Regions from separate parts of the Hordeum vulgare genome. Here region 2 is linked to region 1. The links are chromatin contacts, called in public Hi-C maps. All regions are on one chromosome and are shown on one strand. The core of a region is the stretch at or near the end of the contact, and the rest is flanking DNA. Distances in the headings are between cores, read along the strand shown.

Region 1 (3,150 bases), core at 558-3,057:
CGGAGCAAAATGGATGAATCTATACTCTAAAGTATGTCTATATACATCCGTATGTAGTCATTTTAGTGAAACCTCTTAGAAGACTTATATTTAGGAACGGAGGGAGTATATCGAGCCTGTTACACAAACAAAGAAGGGTCAATCTGGATCCGTCTTTAAATAATAACATGGGAATCCAATATAATGTTCACCAAAATGAAAAGATCCAGCAACTCCTAGCTAGTAAAGAAACCAAACAATAGCAAGGGAGACATTACAATGCACATACATGAACGACTCAGATAACTGAAGGCAACTACTATGATTATTACAGTATGCGATCAACCAGATGCATCGTTTTTCTTCTGTAGTAGCTCGAAGAGCACGGTTGGGGTCACAAAGAAACAAACAAACACTGCAACTAGAACTAGAACTTGACTGCACACAGATCCCATCCCACGCATCCACTTTAGGAAAGACATCCAAATTTTCCAGTCCCAGAGTTTCAATCCCAACCATGTCATGGACAGATCAAAAACTGCAGGACAAGATCATACTTAACCACAATAAAGACTAGAACTCACATGGAATGTGCACTAATGCTAAGCTTTACACTGCATTTCAACTTCAAAGCACCAAATGTCATCAAGGAATGAAATCAGCAAATCGATTGCTCGATGCACTGAACTGAGAAGGAAGAGAGGAAGGGGCAGGGGAGATCCGCACCGCGCAGTCGTCGGCACTGAGCTGGCGCACGAACCAGCCGTTGTACAAGAAGGGGATGACCCTCGAAAGGAACTGCGCCGCTGCACACACGAACACTGAGCTTTAGATCCACCAAAACCAAGCACTTGGCATAAGTAACCTACGAAGGAAAGGGAGGCGAGAGAGGCACACCAAAGTTGTACTTGAATACAGCCATCACAGCTCCTGCGTCGGAGTCAGGCTGGGGGGACACAGCTCCAGCAGTCCCCACGGCGCCTGCGAGCAACGCCATGCCCATCGCCATCGTGGCGCGAGGGCGAAGAGTCCAGCGGGGGTGTGGGGTGCTGCCTAGCACGGCCCAGTTCTTTTCAGCTCACGATCCTCCAGAATCACCTATCCACAGAATCACCCGTTAAATTCTTTCATGAGATTCCAGTCTGTGATCGTTGTATGATTTATGTGCTGAAATGTCTGTAATGCCCTAGGATGAAACTGGGTACTGAATTGCTAACACTTTAAAGCGATTTACTGAAACTGGGTACTGGATGATGCGGCGGCGAGCGAGCGCCCGACGCGGGCGTGGAGGAGCGCCGACCGGGGAGCCCGGGTTGATGGTGGACGAGGGAGCTCGGGCTGCGGCGGCGGCGATGGGTTACTCGATCCAATCTGTTGCGTGGGAGAGAGAGAGGGGACGAGGAAAAGCAGATACGAGACGGGAGTTGCGGCTGCGGGTGCGAGCCCCCCAGCCTGCATCGGTTGGGCCAGGCTGAGGAGGCCGCACAGGCAACCAAACACACCTTGAGCTTCAGGGGCAGAGGAGAAGACGGAGAGGGAGGGGGCAAGAGGATCTCACCAGCAATGGCGAGCCAAGCTGAGGCGGACGAGACGGAGACGGGGCGGCCGGGCGCGGAGTTGACTGCTCGAGCTCGAGCTGGCGGCGGACGGGACGGGGCGGCCGGGCGCGGAGGTGATGGCTCGAGCTACCTGCGGGCGGGGCGGGGCGGGGCGGGGCGGCGGCGTAGGGGACGGACCGGCTGGCGCCTGCGAACCCTTGCGCTCGGAGTCGAGCAGCGGCGAGTGTGGGCGCGAGGGGATATTTTGGGCCGAGGCCAACTCGACCGTGCGACCCCATCATCTCGTCCGGTTGCGTCTGTTTAGAACGAATATTGCGGACCCAAACGAACAAATTTTCGGATTTCATCCGTTTTCGACCCATCCCGACCCAAACTTGCGTCGAGTTTGGGGGAAACGGACATCGCGCGGACGCGCTCGCCGCACGCCTTGTCCGCCCGTGTCCCGCGTGTCGGGGACACAAATATTCTCATTCGATTCCAACGCCTCCACCCCCTCTCCCGCCCCGCCCCGCCGACGGTGCCGCCGCTATTCTCCGGCCACCTCAGCCCCCAGCCGTCCATAGCAAACCACGTCTCGACATGGCCGCCACCACGTCCGCGCTTTCACCGTAGTTTAGCGTCGATCCAAGGAGGTTTGGTCGTCGTCGTAGTAGTCGGCGGCATGATGGATACGACCGCAGGCGATGTACCACGACGGCCACGGCAGCTTTCGACGAGTACTCCAGAACGGCCAGTAGCCGGCCGCCAACCACCCCTGCATCGAGGTGATCATCGCGGTCTTTTTGTCACCACGACCGCAAGGTGTTCGACACTTTGCACGCAAAGGTATGGATAGTGGTGATGAGTTTTTCTTCCACCGCTTCATTTGTTCATCGGACGATTTGTCGTCGAATGATGAAGATCTTGTGGTGGATGCACTGGTGGTTCACGACCACATTCAACAACATCTTCTTCGGTACAGGGGGTTACTCTCTGGCCATGCTCCCAACCTGAACCGCGACAAGGAGAGAGGCCAGGCCCTACTCTGTGTCGATTACTTTGTGAACACCCCGCTCTTTAAGCCGGATAAATTTCGTCGTCGTTTTCGTATGACAAGGCATGTGTTCAATCGTATCCGAGAGGGAGTGGTTGCTCATGACCCATACTTCGAGTGCAAGACGGATGCCCTTGTCAAGCTAGGATTGTCCTCTTACCAGAAATGCACTACGGCCATCCGCATGCTTGCATATGGAATTCCATGCGATCTGGTGGATGGGTATGTGCATATGAGTGAGACAACATGTCTGATGTCAATGTACAAGTTCTGTCAGGCTGTGATCGAGGTGTTTGGCCCTGAGTACTTGAGGCAACCAACTGCCGCTGATACAGAGAGATTGTTGGTGAACAACGCAGCTAGAGACTTTCCAGGCATGCTTGGCAACATAGATTGTATGCACTGAGAGTGGAAGAACTGTTCATTTGCTTGGCAGGGCCAGTACAAGAGGCATGTCAAAGCGTGCACTGCCATATTGGAAGCGGTGGCTTCGCAAGATCTTTGGATATGGCATTCTTTCTTCGGCATGGCAGGTTCTTACAATGATATCAACGTGTTGCAGCGTTCTCCAGTCTTCGC
Region 2 (3,416 bases), core at 752-3,251, 210 kb after region 1:
GTCAACTCCGAAATGTATTCTTCCCTAGCTTCATGCATGTTTAGCACCACCCTTCCACGTCATTAGTAACTATGCTTTGCAATCTTCTCTCGGCCATGCAGTCATCACCACATAACCGGTGCTTTCGTGTTGTAATATCACTGTTGTGTAAGGCTACATTCACCAATTTTGTTGAAGAATCACCACAACACGAGGAGGGGGGGGGGGGTATCAGCACCTAAATAAAATTGCTCAAAAGTAATACAATATTAGGCTCCTAACCCTCCTTGTAGATGATTTTTTGTCATGGTACATGAAGTACTTTGAACGCCAAAAGCTTACAACAAATATGAAAAGTCATTTTTTAAAAATAAACGAAAAAGACGACATGGGATGAGGCTCTATAGGGTTAGAATTCTCGATGACCATCGACAAGGAGACTGCCACAAGACGTACGATGAGAAGTGTCATTTGCATTGTTGGAGGGCATCATGAGCCGAGACATTGCAAATTACAACACCACAAGCTTGCTTATCCGCCATACATTAGGAGTCTATCAGGGGGAGATGCAAGATGCAAGACAACGACTGTTGTAGGCAATGTAAAAGGGCCTTACTCCATTGAGACAATAGTGCAAACACATCTCTAATCGGACAATCTCATGCCATCGTCGCGAGGTAATGTACTAACGCCATTGAAGGGTCTTGCAAAATTGCGGTTCCACCAAATACAACATGAACCTTGACCATGAGCTTCGCCATAGGGACAACGTGGAGCACTTTGCAAACTAAGGTTTGGATATCCATGCCTCCAAAGGGTGTGGATCAACCGAGACTGCCCCAAGAGCACGAAACTCGCTACATTGCCATCACCCAAAACCACCGGGCACATATGAGCTTGGCTAGAAAAACAAAGAGCCAATGTCAAAGTCCACATATGAACAACGAGGCATGGAAAATGACAGCTCTACGATCCCTGGCGGTGGCGCCGCCCATCCCCCATCAACACCGTCATTGAGGAGAGTGAATCACAACAAGGATACGAGTGAAGTTCCTCTACTATGTCTTTAGGAAGTGGAATGGCACACACATCCGCCATTGTTGTGGAGCTTGCATCCATAACCACACTTGTATAGGAGTTTCCCCGAACGTCAAAATGACAGTGGCTAACAACTACTAACAAATAAACACGTCGATGAGGTCTTCTCTCTCGGTTTCTAGCTGACACTTCTACTTTGCAATTCAATAGTGTGCAAGGTAGGCGTCAACCGTGTTTTAAAGTAGTGTCGCCACTCTTGTGCTGGAGATGACTGTGCTCCACGATCGCAACCACTCCGTCGAGATCACCTATGCGGGTCTTGTCGCGGTGTCGGCACCGCCACGTTGTGATTCATTGATGTGTCATGCATGGCGTTGACATTGATTGTATTCCAAAATTTGGTGGGGGTATATTTAGTACCAAATAACCACACCGACGCGGTCTTCTCTTTCGGTCATTGGTTGACGTAGCGTTACCGATACGCCTTATTTGCAATCTATTGCACGCGAGGTTGACATTAATTGCATTCTAAAATACAATGAGATATACCTCGTAGCAAATAAACCACCCTGACGTGGCCTTCTCCCTCTGTCCTTGATCAAGCTAGCGTTATCGGTAATTATTATTTACAGCCAATCAACAGGGCGGGAGGCTACCGCGGACCGCGTCTATAAATTACAAGGGGGCGATTATCTAATACTCGCAAACGCATCTCTCCCAAAAACCAAAGAAAAGCAAATCCATGATGGATAAACACAAGTAAACAACAGGGGATACACCAGATGTGAGCTTTGTCACCAACAACTATCCATCTTGCAGGTTGGAAAAGGTAAAGCAAAAGCATTGACACCTCCCTAGCCATGTCTTATCCTTTTTGTTTAGAAGTTAGAGTCGCCATCTGGTGATTTAAATCCAAGTCATTATCGCCCGTTGATTGGTTGCTGTTCCGTTTTTCCAAAACCGATATAAAGTTTTTGTACTACGCCGGAGAGGGACGTGCCGTGGAGATTTCTCTGCCACCGCCACCACCACCACCCTCTGCATCTCCATCTCGACGTCGCCGTCTCCATCAGATCATCATTTATTCCGTCCACCTGCCTCGCCCTCGCCGAATTGCGAGCCCGCGTTCGTGCAAATCGCCCGCCCGAGATTCCCCACATCCTGCCATCCCCCCCGTCGCTGGAATCGCGGGCGGGCGGGAGCTCGGAGGATTCGAGGCGGCGGGCGCCTGTGATCCCCCCTCCGGCCCCTTGCTTTTCTTGCCGGGATTCGGGGCTGATTCGGAGGGGAATTGCCGGTCTCGGTCCCGCTCGCCTCGATCGGGACCAGCGACCCCGGCGGTTCTTGGGGACGGCGGGTTCTTGCCGTCTTTCCCCAACGGTGCCCCCCTAATTTCTGAGGAATTCCGGGGCATTTGATACGGGTTCTCCCCGTGGGCTCGAGGGAGGGAGGGTGTTGTGCCGTGAAGGCGTCGTCTTTGGGCATCCATGGGGTTCCTCAGCCTGGTGGGCAACTCCTTCGGGTGCTCGGCCTCCGGCGAGCGCCTCGTCTCCGCTGCCCGGGACGGCGACCTGCAGGAGGCGCGCGCGCTCCTCGAGTACAACCCCCGGCTCGCTCGCTACTCCACATTCGGCGGCCGCAACTCGCCCCTGCACTACGCCGCGGCGCAGGGTCACCATGAGGTAATGCCATTTTGTCTCCCAGACCGGCTAAAATGTTGACATTTGTATTGGTTGGGCAAAGGAACTGCACTCACATTTGAATGTTGTTGGTGCCATGTCTAGATTGTTTCTCTGTTGCTCGAATCCGGTGTGGAGATCAACCTCAGGAATTATAGGGGGCAGGTAAACTCAATCTCTGCTATGCTGCATATTTGTAATTTTCAGTTCGACATCAGAGATGAAGTCGGTCGGTAACCTGTACTGAGGCCTGTATGTTTCTGATTATGTGTAGACTGCTCTAATGCAAGCCTGCCAATATGGCCACTGGGAGGTTGTTCAGACACTGATGCTCTTCAATGCAAATGTGAGCATTTTGCTTTGATTGTTCACTCCGATTCTTTTTACTGCTTGGATATGTAGTCCTGAGGCGGCGAAATGTCTTTCAGATCCACAGGACAGATTATTTGAATGGCGGGACTGCTATCCATTTTGCTGCACTGCATGGTCATGCCCGGTGCCTTCGTCTTGTGCTTGCAGATTATGTGCCAAGCATCCCAAACTTCTTAAACCAGACGAAGCACAGATCGTCTGAAGAAGTTTCAGATGCTGATTTTGATGATGAGTATGTTGGGTCCATTGCTTGTTTCTCATTTTAGGAGTATTTCTTATAAACGAATCTTGTAGTGATATGCCTGTCTTGGCAGTGGTTTGGTCAAGATGGTAAACTGGAAGGCAGAT

Evidence for each region. A called contact is a pair of places that touch in the nucleus more often than the background predicts.
Region 2: a Hi-C map of seedling shows a contact between it and region 1, with 2.7 times the contacts expected there. The contact joins the promoter of LOC123401208 here to the promoter of LOC123405934 in region 1. A contact is called at or near these places in 2 of 6 Hi-C or Micro-C datasets (leaf and seedling).

What each region holds. Positions count from the first base shown.
Region 1 is chr6H:534,913,963-534,917,112 of MorexV3_pseudomolecules_assembly, forward strand. It overlaps LOC123405934 (protein RFT1 homolog), which reads right to left and starts at 1,808. Exons shown (of 15, transcript XM_045099446.1): 1 at 1,538-1,808; 2 at 877-1,077; 3 at 706-785. The coding sequence starts at 988.
Region 2 is chr6H:535,128,147-535,131,562 of MorexV3_pseudomolecules_assembly, forward strand. It overlaps LOC123401208 (probable E3 ubiquitin-protein ligase XBOS32), which reads left to right and starts at 2,002. Exons shown (of 10, transcript XM_045094943.1): 1 at 2,002-2,699; 2 at 2,802-2,861; 3 at 2,971-3,042; 4 at 3,125-3,300; 5 at 3,383-3,416. The coding sequence starts at 2,505.